Regions from separate parts of the Mus musculus genome. Here regions 1 and 3 are each linked to region 2. The links are chromatin contacts, called in public HiChIP or PLAC-seq and promoter capture Hi-C maps. All regions are on one chromosome and are shown on one strand. Each heading gives the region's core, a stretch centred on a gene start, on an enhancer-like site or on the middle of the called end of the contact. The rest is flanking DNA. Distances are from core to core; before and after follow the strand shown. Region 1 has its middle 55 kb from the start of Gm31055. Region 2 holds the start of Ajap1 (adherens junction associated protein 1). Region 3 has its middle 63 kb from the start of Gm31239.

Region 1 (2,700 bases), core at 179-2,678, 260 kb after region 2:
GAACATTTGCAAGTGAAAATGTGTGGACAGAGGGGTATACTGTGGGACACACTGGAACACACTACAGTTTCCATGATGAGATGTTTTCTATGCTTTGTTGTTTGTTTGTGAGTTTTTATTTTGGAGGTGGGAAGCATACTGCAAGAGCGAAGGGTGCATATGAGGGGACGGGGAGATGAGTGGACCTGGGGTGCGTGATGGGAAACTCACAAAGAATCAACAAAAAATGAAAGAAAGAAAAAAGGAAGGAAGGAAGGAAGGAAGGAAGGAAGGGAAGGAGAAGGGAGGGAAAGGAAGGAACAAGAAGGGAGGGGATAGAAGGGAAGAAAGGGGAAGGAAGGAGGAGGGGGAGAGGAGAAGTGAGGGAGGGGCAGGGCAGAGTGAGGGGAGAGAATAGGAAGAGAGGAGGGGAGGGGAGGGGAGAGAATAGGACGAGAGGAGGGGAGGGGAGGGGGAAGGGAGGGGAGGGGAGGGGAGGGGACTGCACTAAACTATCCCAGGGCAAGGCTTCACTGGACTTCTGACAGAAAAAACATCAGCAGCAGCGTGAACTGAGCAGGGGGAGCCTGTCACCCCTCAGGGTCATCTGCAAATGGCATCCCGCGGAGTTTCTCTTTGCGTTTGTTCAGTTTGTTTGTGAGACAAGCCCTGTTGGTCTCAAACTTGCTATGCTGCTAAAGGTGACCTTGAACTTCTGACCCTCCTGCCTCTACCTTCCTGATGCTGGTTCAGAGAGGTATGTCCCACCACGTTCAGTTTATGGGGTGCTGGAGGTCAAACCCAGGGATTCCTGCACTCCAGACAAGCATTTGAACTGACCCGCCTCCTCAGCCCAGTCCACAGCATCTTGGTAGATAGCAAGAAAGATGGTAGCATTTGTATGAGGGAAGTGGGCGGCAGATGTGAGGGGGTGGGAAACGAACCTGGCTTCCAGCCACCGGGAAACAGCTGAAGACTGTGTTCAGAGTCTGAGCCATCCTGTCAACATCTGAAGTGTTCAGCAATCCCGCTGGAGTTCAAGCCTGCAGCTGGCCAGGCCCCAGAAGGGACGAGCAGAAAAAGCAGGGTCCCAGAGACTCCACAGTGGACTCAACCTAAGTGGCTGCTCTTATTTCAGAGGTTAATTCTTTAGAGCACGGCAATCCAGCAGAGCTGTTCCTGCTGGCTCAGTCTGACCCCAGAGTCATCCCTGGATTGCACACTGAGAAAGGACAGGCTGAAAGAAAGTTACTTTTTGGCTAAAACCAAATGTCCTTGGAGAAATAAATCTTTTCCTGTCTTTAGACTTGTGTGACAACATCCCAGAGGCGGGGCCAGCAGGTGTTTGCTCATGGCAGGATCCACCTGGTTGCTGCATAATGCTCCTGGAATCTGCCCACCTCAGTCTCCCAGCACCTCAGACTGAACGTGTCCTGAGCCAGCCGCGGGACTCCTATGATCCTGGCCCCGCCTACACATCTTGGCCTGGGCTAATGTCTCTAGGTGCTGCACCCTAATTCCAAGAAACTGTGACTTGATTTGGGGGAAAGGTGCTTGAGACGGGGCTCTCAGATCTTCTGCTATCTCCCAGGTCTCCATCCAAGGTGCAGAGGGAGACGGCAGGGGCAGAAAGAGGAGGTAAGAGACCACAGGGCAGAGATTCAGCTAAGGCTGAAGAGAGTAAAGTCAGCGCCACCGAGTCTCCTGCTGAGCCTGGGAAGGGGCCTGGACAGTTTGGGCTTGGACTCTGGCTTCAGGGAAGAAAGAGAGTTATTTCCCACTGCCTGAGTGGCGGTAGTTTGTTGCAGTGACCACAGGAGGCTCACCCACAGTCTTCCCACCTACTCCCCCCCACCTCCACCCCCCCCCCCGCGCCATGCACGTGTCTTCCCAGGTACCTTCTCTCCTGTGTCTACCTCATCCATACAATCCCCTCCCTCAAGGCTCATGTTCACCCTGCAGCCTCCTCAAGCACCCAAGTCACCTCTCTTCTACATTCCCCAGTACATGGTGGACCCCACGGGACCCCAGCAGGATAGCCTTCATATGTCTCTAACAGGGTTGCTATTGCTGGAATGAAACCCCAGCACCCAAAGCATCTTGGTATGGAAAAGATTTATTTAGCACCATACACTTCTGTATCACTATTTGTCATTGGAGGAAGTCAGGACAGGAACTCAAACAGGGCTGGAACCCTGGAGACAGGAGCTGATACAGATGCAGAGGACATGGAGGGGCACTACTTACTGGCTCGATTCTCATGGCTTGCTCAGCCTGCCTTTTTTTTTTTTTTTTTTTTTTTTTTTATAGAACTCAGGGCCACCCACAATGGGCTGGGCTCTCTCAGATCAATCACTAATTACGAAAATGTTCTACAGGCTTGCCTACAGCCCAATCTCACGGAAGCATTTTTAAAATGGAGGCTCCCTTCCCTCCGCTGACTCCAGCTTGTTTTCAGTTGACAGAGTTAGACATGGGGTCACAGACGATTGAAGCTTTCCTGGTAGTGGGATCTCTGGACACATGCAGGAGCTCACCAGGGTCTTGGGGTGGACAGACATAAGTCCCCACGTGGTGTGACTTGCCTGCTGCTCCTAGGTTTTCCTGCTCCAGAGCTGGAGCTGGAAGTATCTGGAGACCTCCCAGCTATGGTGGGCAACACGGATGGGCACCTGGACTAGGTTTGGAGTCACTGAGGAGAGCATCTCCAGGCAGGTCTGG
Region 2 (3,009 bases), core at 223-2,722:
GCCAAGAGTCGGAGAGGTTGCGTAATAGACATAGGACCCCAAGACAGTAGCACCCCATACCTAACTTCAGTCTCTTGCAACCATGCTACCTTGCTCCCAGATACTTTCTTTAGGGCCTGAGAGGGAAAACAGAACCATGTTGTCCTGTCCAGCCTGGGTGGGGAGAATCTCTGGCTGCCAAAAACCTTGGACTGGAGGCTCAGGGAAAAGGACCTGCCTGGGTGCACAGTGAATCCCAGGAAGACTGGCTCCTCCCCCCCCCCCAGCAACCCTCCCAGGGAGGCCTCACCCTCTCTCTCCTGAGGGGGGCAACTGCTGGGCTGAAGTCACTTGCTTGCAGCACCCTGGCAAGTCCCCAGTTGCCTCTCTTTACCTTCCCGGCTCTGACTCTAAAGTCCAAGCAGGAAGACCGCAGACTGAAGCTCATTTCTAAGGCCCCTGGCTTTGCATTTCTTCCCCACTATGTGTGGAGCTGAGAGCTGGCTTTTGTTCCTACAGTTCCTCAGGGACTAGGCAGCTAAGGCCTCCGTGGGATCCTCTGCCTTTATGTCACTCCTTTCAGTGAAAGGGGACCACAGAAAGCCTGTCTTTCACTAACCGGACATGCAGACACAACTAACCAGGTAGGCACCAGGGAGTGCTGGGTGGGAGAGTGGGCAAGATGTCTGGGAGTGCCAGGTTCAGAACTCCCTGGCTCTGCGAAGACAGCAGATGCCATAAAACCAAGAAGGAGGGGGAACTGCGCTGGAGACTGAATAACCGGGCAGAAGCATGCTCCAACCAAAGGCTGAAACTTCATCTGCCTGGAGAGAGGCCAGGCCCAGGCAGTGGGGAGACTCCCCAGGAGGACCCTCCCCAGCCTCTCGCATCGCCTGCGCCGTGCAGCTCCGCAGGAGGAAACTTTTCGCACAGCCTCAGCTCCCCAGTCCCATGAGAACCTCCTCTCCCCAAATCAGCCCTCTGCGTTCAATGGGCGTACTTAGAACAGGGTCCGAACCTCTTAACTGCTTCGCATGCCATCTGGTTACCGTGGCAACACCATCCGGCGGCGCCGGGCGGTCCAATCGGAGCCTGCGGCCTCTTTCGAGCCTTTCCCAAGGTGGAGACCCGGACGCGGCCAGGGATGGGGAAGGGGTGGGCCCGGTTCTTCTCTCTGGCGCCGCCCAGGCCACTCAGAGCCCAGGTCGCCAGTCCAGCTCCAGCGAGGTGGGCTGGCAAGCTAAGCCGACCGGCCGGGTTGGGGGCTCCGACTCCAGGTTGAGGGGCGGGGAAGGAGGGTGACGTGAGCCGGGCCCGGCGGGCGGAGTTGGGACCCGTTCGCGGAGGCGGGGGCAAGCGCTTCTGGAGGCAGACGCGCAGAGGGAGGCGGCCGAGCGGCGCGGGCGGCTCTGCGGAGGGCGCGGTGGGCGCGGGCGGCGGGGCCCGGGATCCCCGCGCGCCTCCTCCGCGCGGCGGCGCCGCCGCGCGTCCCCACGCCCCGCGCTCCACGCTTCTTCGCCCCGCGCCTCCCCTGCCCGCCTTCTGGCAGTCTCCGGGCCGCGGCTGTCTGCAGAGCGAGCGCTTAGACGGAGCTCTCCAGCAACTTGATCGGTGTCAGAACCTGGGACAGAGGCCCCTCGACCCGGCGGCGCGTGGAGGCGACCCGCGTGGGCCAGAGGGGCGATCTTCTCAACCCCCGGGCAACACCGATCACAGCCTCGCAGCTCCGGCTGCAGGCTAGATCCTCGCACGGCTTGCGGAGCCGCCCGCTTCGCTACTCGTCGCCCCGGAGGACGAAGCCCCGCTCCTCGGACCCTCGCGGCCGGCGACAGACCCGGAGTGCGCCCGCCTCGCTGCCGCCCGCGCCGTGTGGCCTGCGGTGGGGGCCCCGCGCCCCGAGAGCCGGCGGGAGGATGTGCGTCCCCGCGGGCCGGCCCGCCTGAGCCATGCGCCCCCTCGGCGGCGGCGCGCCGGCCGGCATGGAGCCCCGCGCGGCCGCGCTCTGACTCGCTGTGCGCCCCGCGGCCGGCGGGCGGCGGGCGGCGGGTGGCGGCGGCGGCCCGAAGCCGAAGAGCGGCGCCACGGGACCGGAGCGAGCGGGCGCGGGCGCCGCGCAGATGGCTGGGGCAAGCAAGGTCTGAGGCTGGGTTCCCTGAAACGTGACCATGTGGATCCAACAGCTTTTAGGACTCAGGTGAGCGACCCGGCTGGAGGCAGGGTGCATGGGGGGGTGGTGCGTGGGCGCTAGGCTGGGCTGCTGCTCACTGTTGCAAACCGAGGCACGGCTTCTCGCCTCCCCGAGGCGGCCCGCGTGGTGCACCCGAAGCCACGGAGCGCGGCCGCCTGCTGGTCCCTGAGGCCGGACAGAGAGAGGCAGGGAGCGGCCGTTCTCCTACGCTCCGCGAGTCGAGTGGGGTCGAGGTAGGGGCGCTTGCCCCAGTAACCTGGCAGCGGGGCTGGCCGGCGCGCCCGCTGCCCAGGGCGCCAGCAGCGCAGTGTCCTGGCCGGCGGCCCCGGCGCGGCTCCTCTCCGGAGCCCGGCGCGAGTTGCGGGCCATTGGGCGCGGTGGACTCGGGGGCCGGGGCTGACGCTGGATCTGCCAGGGAGAGCCACCGGCCCTCCCAGTTCTCGAGCAGCTTTGCCGTGGAGTTGGAGAAGCCCAGAACCCTACAGCCGCTCCGTCAGCCCTTCTCTCCGTTCCTAGGGCCCCTGGGCCCCTGAACTGAAGTGTAGTAGGAGCACAGCTGCCGACCCAGCTGCTTTGGGGTGACCTCCGGGCAGAAGGTCGCACGCAGCTGGCAGACAGCTGGGTCTGGAGAGCTTTTGGATTCTGGGGAAGCGACAACAGGCAACTGCCTCTAAGCACCTCTCACAGGCACACAGGGCTTGTCTGTGTCCGGGACCTTCCGGGCCAGTAGGAACTCAAGCCCAGTGCGGTTATGGGGCGGACCAGAAAGACCCTTCTCTGCAAACTTTGCCCACCTACCGAGTCGCTCAAGCTTCTCTGGATCCTGCCTTGGGGTCCCCAGA
Region 3 (3,054 bases), core at 288-2,787, 260 kb before region 2:
GGAGAGTCCCAAGTAGCCACTGGGATCCAAAGCTCAGGCTTTTACGTGAGTGAGGAGGCTGGGTGGGTCCTTGGGATCTCCACGGGTGGGGGGGTGGGGGGGTGGGGGGTGTTCTTTTGGATGCTCACAAGAACAAGAGGGGGTCAGGGTCAGGGTTGGGGTCAGGGTTAGGGTTAGATTACTCTCACTAATTGAGAGTAAATATCTCAGTGCACCTAGCTGTATCTGATTTTCTGACAGCATCAAGAGTGTGTGTGAGAGGGGCCTCAGCCTTCCCTGCAGTCTAGAAGAGCCCTATCGTCTTAGAGACAAGGCATTCAAACCTGGCCACATGGAAGCCAACGAGCTAGCATCCTGGGTGTTGGGGCTAGTGCAGGAGCAGTTACCTAGAGAGGCAAGGTGACAGTGCCAAGCCACTTGGGCTTTTCTCCAAGGTGAAGGGAACATTCTAGCAGCTGATCCCTGGAGTGGTCTACATGGCAGCCCTGCGGACTTTCCTGCAGGGACACAGATCTGGCTGTGGCCCACCTTCTGCTGAACAACACCGTCTGGGTCGGCATCTGCTCTCTCCAGCTCCGAGGAGTCGGTAGCATCCTCGTCCCCTGCCCACATTGATCTTGAGCGTCTCTCTCTCTCTCCCCTCAAGAACAAGTCTAAACACAGAATTAACACAGTGAAACCCCATCCCGGGAGCTTTGAAGCGTTAATCCTCCCAGATTGCACACTGAGGAGGGCATGGAAAACCAGCGTGGCCCAACTCTGGACTCTCTCTACTGGTTGATCTTTGCTAAGCAAGTTCGGGCTTCATGTGTCTTTGTGGATGGAGCAGCCTGTCACGTCTCTCTTTGAAGCTTAATTTACAAAGTGCCACTTGATGTCAAGGAGCCTTGGCTTTCCCTTTTCAGTCCCCCGACAGAGGAGAAGGAAGATGGAGCCGCACTAAAACAGCCCTACTCTTGCTGTGGAGCCCCAGCCAGCCAACGCTGCAGCCCAGCCTGGCTTCCTCCCAGGGTCGCAGCGGACCAGCTTCAGCCTCTCTCGCCACCTTGATCCTGGGATCCGGCCTCGCTCGCTCTGTCTCGGCTGGACTGGAGCCTGCTAGGCATTTCCTCTGATTAAAAATGTCCATCCCGGGGACGAGAGAGCCGCAACACTGTTGTCCTCTATGGGTCCATATCGGCTGTGTGGAAATTGGCTGTGGGTCTGGCCATTTGGAAGCTGATTCATTATTTTCAATCAAGCAGCTTGTGTGTCAGCCTGTTGTGGTCGTGCCGTCTCTGGGGCGTGAGCATGATCCAGTTAGTTCCATTATTGAGACACAACCCAAATTAAGTGAATCGTAAATGTTCCCTTTAGTGGGCAGCTGGGAGCCAGCGCTCGGAAATCCATCAAGAGTTTTATTTTCCATGAAAACACAACTTGGCAAATGAGAAACGTGGTCCTCGGGGAGATGTCCAAGCAAAGAAGGGTCGGGGTCTTTCGGGGACTATGGCTCAGCTTCCTGGTGCTGAGGAAGAGTCAGCTTAAAGAGTCTGTGTAAGGTGACAGATGAGCATGGCTATCTCTGACCTTCCGGAGCATATCTGGTTGTCACACGGTATCTCTGCAATTTGAACGTGTCTCGCCTGGACAGGAAAGTTGTACACAGCCCAACCCCCAACATTGTTGGCTTAGGAGTCAAAGGAGATTTTTCACCTTGCTGAACAGAGGCTAGCCTCAGTGTGGCCTGATCGGGTCCCCGCTATGGCACTGCCTAGTTGCCCACCTGTTTCTTGCCCAAGGTGGACGACAGGGACTGTGGCCTGCATTTTCTCTCATTCCCACAAGGATAAAAGAGAAGTTTCTTCCAGCAGCTTCCACGGATGCAGACACAGTTGGTGTCTGAAATATCCCTTCATCAATACATTACAACACCGATTTTGAACCAACCCTTTGTGGCCACAGGGTTGGGATGTTGGCCAACACTGTCTTAATGATTTATTTTCTATGTCTGTGATAACACATCATGACTGAAGGAACGTATAAAAGAGATTAATTTGGCTTAAGATCCCGGAGGATTAGAGTCCGTGATGGGGGCAGGGCAGAGCAGAGCATGTGGGCGGGGACATGAGGCTACAGGGGAGGAGCTTACAGTCATGGGGAGGGGCATGTGGCCACCAGGGTGGGGAATGCGGCCATGGGGAGGGGGGTGTGTGGCCACAAAGCGAAGCACGTGGTCACGGGGGCAGGGCGTGGCGTGGCAGTGGCTAGAAATAAAACTTTTTCTGAATGAGGGCGGCTGTTATCTAGTACTTAAGGATTCGCTCTTCACAGAGGCTAGAAGGAATAGCAGATAAGACCCTGCCACACCCTCACAGGAATAGCTGAGGGGGCTCCTCTTGCCTCTACTTTACAGTCACACTTTATAGCTTCCGCCCTTCTCAAGCCACACCCAGACTCCTGGTGGAGGATGTGTGTGTGGACTGGGGCTCTGTGGCTCATTCATTTCTGCTGCAGCTCCTTTTCCTTCGGACTCCGTGCTTTCTCAGCTTTCATAAGGCAAAGCACCTCACACTTCTGCTGTGGTGACTTTCCCATCGTGACGGATGCACACTCAGCTAAAAGAAAAAAAAGTTCCTGTCTTACCTTAAATTATTTTTGTCAGGTGTGTTTTATCGTAGCGATCAGAAGGGTAACGAATACAGCCAATTCCAGATCGTTCTTCAAGGCAATACAAGACTTTCAAAGGATCAACTTCTTCCCAAGCACCGCTCAGCTGGGTAATCCAAATTTTATGTTACATTTTTTAATACTATTAAAGTGTAAATTTCGGTTACTTTTAATATTTTCTGTAGCTTCTCATTTGACCCATGGTTATTTTGAAATTGTCTTGCTTCACTTTTGAATGTTGAAGCTTAACCTGTATGTCGCAGTGAATTTAAGTATGATTCAGACATACTGTAGTGCGAGAGCTTGTGATCTGGGTCCTTTTAAAAATTCATGTAGACTCGCTGCTAGCCTAGCATGAGGCCTACCTAGACAAACTTTTTAGAAAAGATGATACACTCTGCAGTT

Evidence for each region. Promoter capture Hi-C pulls out the DNA fragments that hold promoters and counts their contacts. HiChIP or PLAC-seq counts read pairs in DNA pulled down with a chosen protein or histone mark.
Region 1: a promoter capture Hi-C map of embryonic stem cells shows a contact between it and region 2, with 3 times the contacts expected there. The contact joins the enhancer-like site here to the promoter of Ajap1 in region 2. A contact is called at or near these places in 5 of 39 promoter capture datasets (cranial neural crest, embryonic stem cells, hippocampal neurons and 2 more), 5 of 484 Hi-C or Micro-C datasets (cortical glia and embryonic stem cells), 13 of 115 datasets of contacts at active chromatin or transcription factors (craniofacial prominence, embryonic forebrain, embryonic hindbrain and 6 more) and 1 of 9 other capture datasets (liver).
Region 3: a contact with region 2 is called in an H3K27ac HiChIP or PLAC-seq map of VIP interneurons, with 2.7 times the contacts expected there. The contact joins the enhancer-like site here to the promoter of Ajap1 in region 2. A contact is called at or near these places in 2 of 39 promoter capture datasets (the 3T3-L1 cell line and hippocampal neurons), 1 of 484 Hi-C or Micro-C datasets (nephron progenitors), 4 of 115 datasets of contacts at active chromatin or transcription factors (VIP interneurons, embryonic hindbrain, embryonic stem cells and 1 more) and 1 of 9 other capture datasets (pancreatic islet).

What each region holds. Positions count from the first base shown.
Region 1 is chr4:153,218,564-153,221,263 of GRCm38.p6, reverse strand. No RefSeq gene overlaps it. Among named protein-coding and RNA genes, the nearest start is that of Gm31055, 55 kb to the right of the region's middle. Within about 2 kb of position 1,428, at least 13 of the 459 cell types and tissues checked have an H3K27ac peak or open chromatin away from gene starts, as enhancers often do. A contact at or near this core is called in embryonic stem cells, where this site is marked.
Region 2 is chr4:153,481,293-153,484,301 of GRCm38.p6, reverse strand. Ajap1 (adherens junction associated protein 1) reads left to right here and starts at 1,472. Exons shown (of 6, transcript NM_001099299.1): 1 at 1,472-2,173. The coding sequence starts at 2,145.
Region 3 is chr4:153,737,489-153,740,542 of GRCm38.p6, reverse strand. No RefSeq gene overlaps it. Among named protein-coding and RNA genes, the nearest start is that of Gm31239, 63 kb to the left of the region's middle. Within about 2 kb of position 1,537, at least 5 of the 459 cell types and tissues checked have an H3K27ac peak or open chromatin away from gene starts, as enhancers often do. A contact at or near this core is called in VIP interneurons, where this site is marked.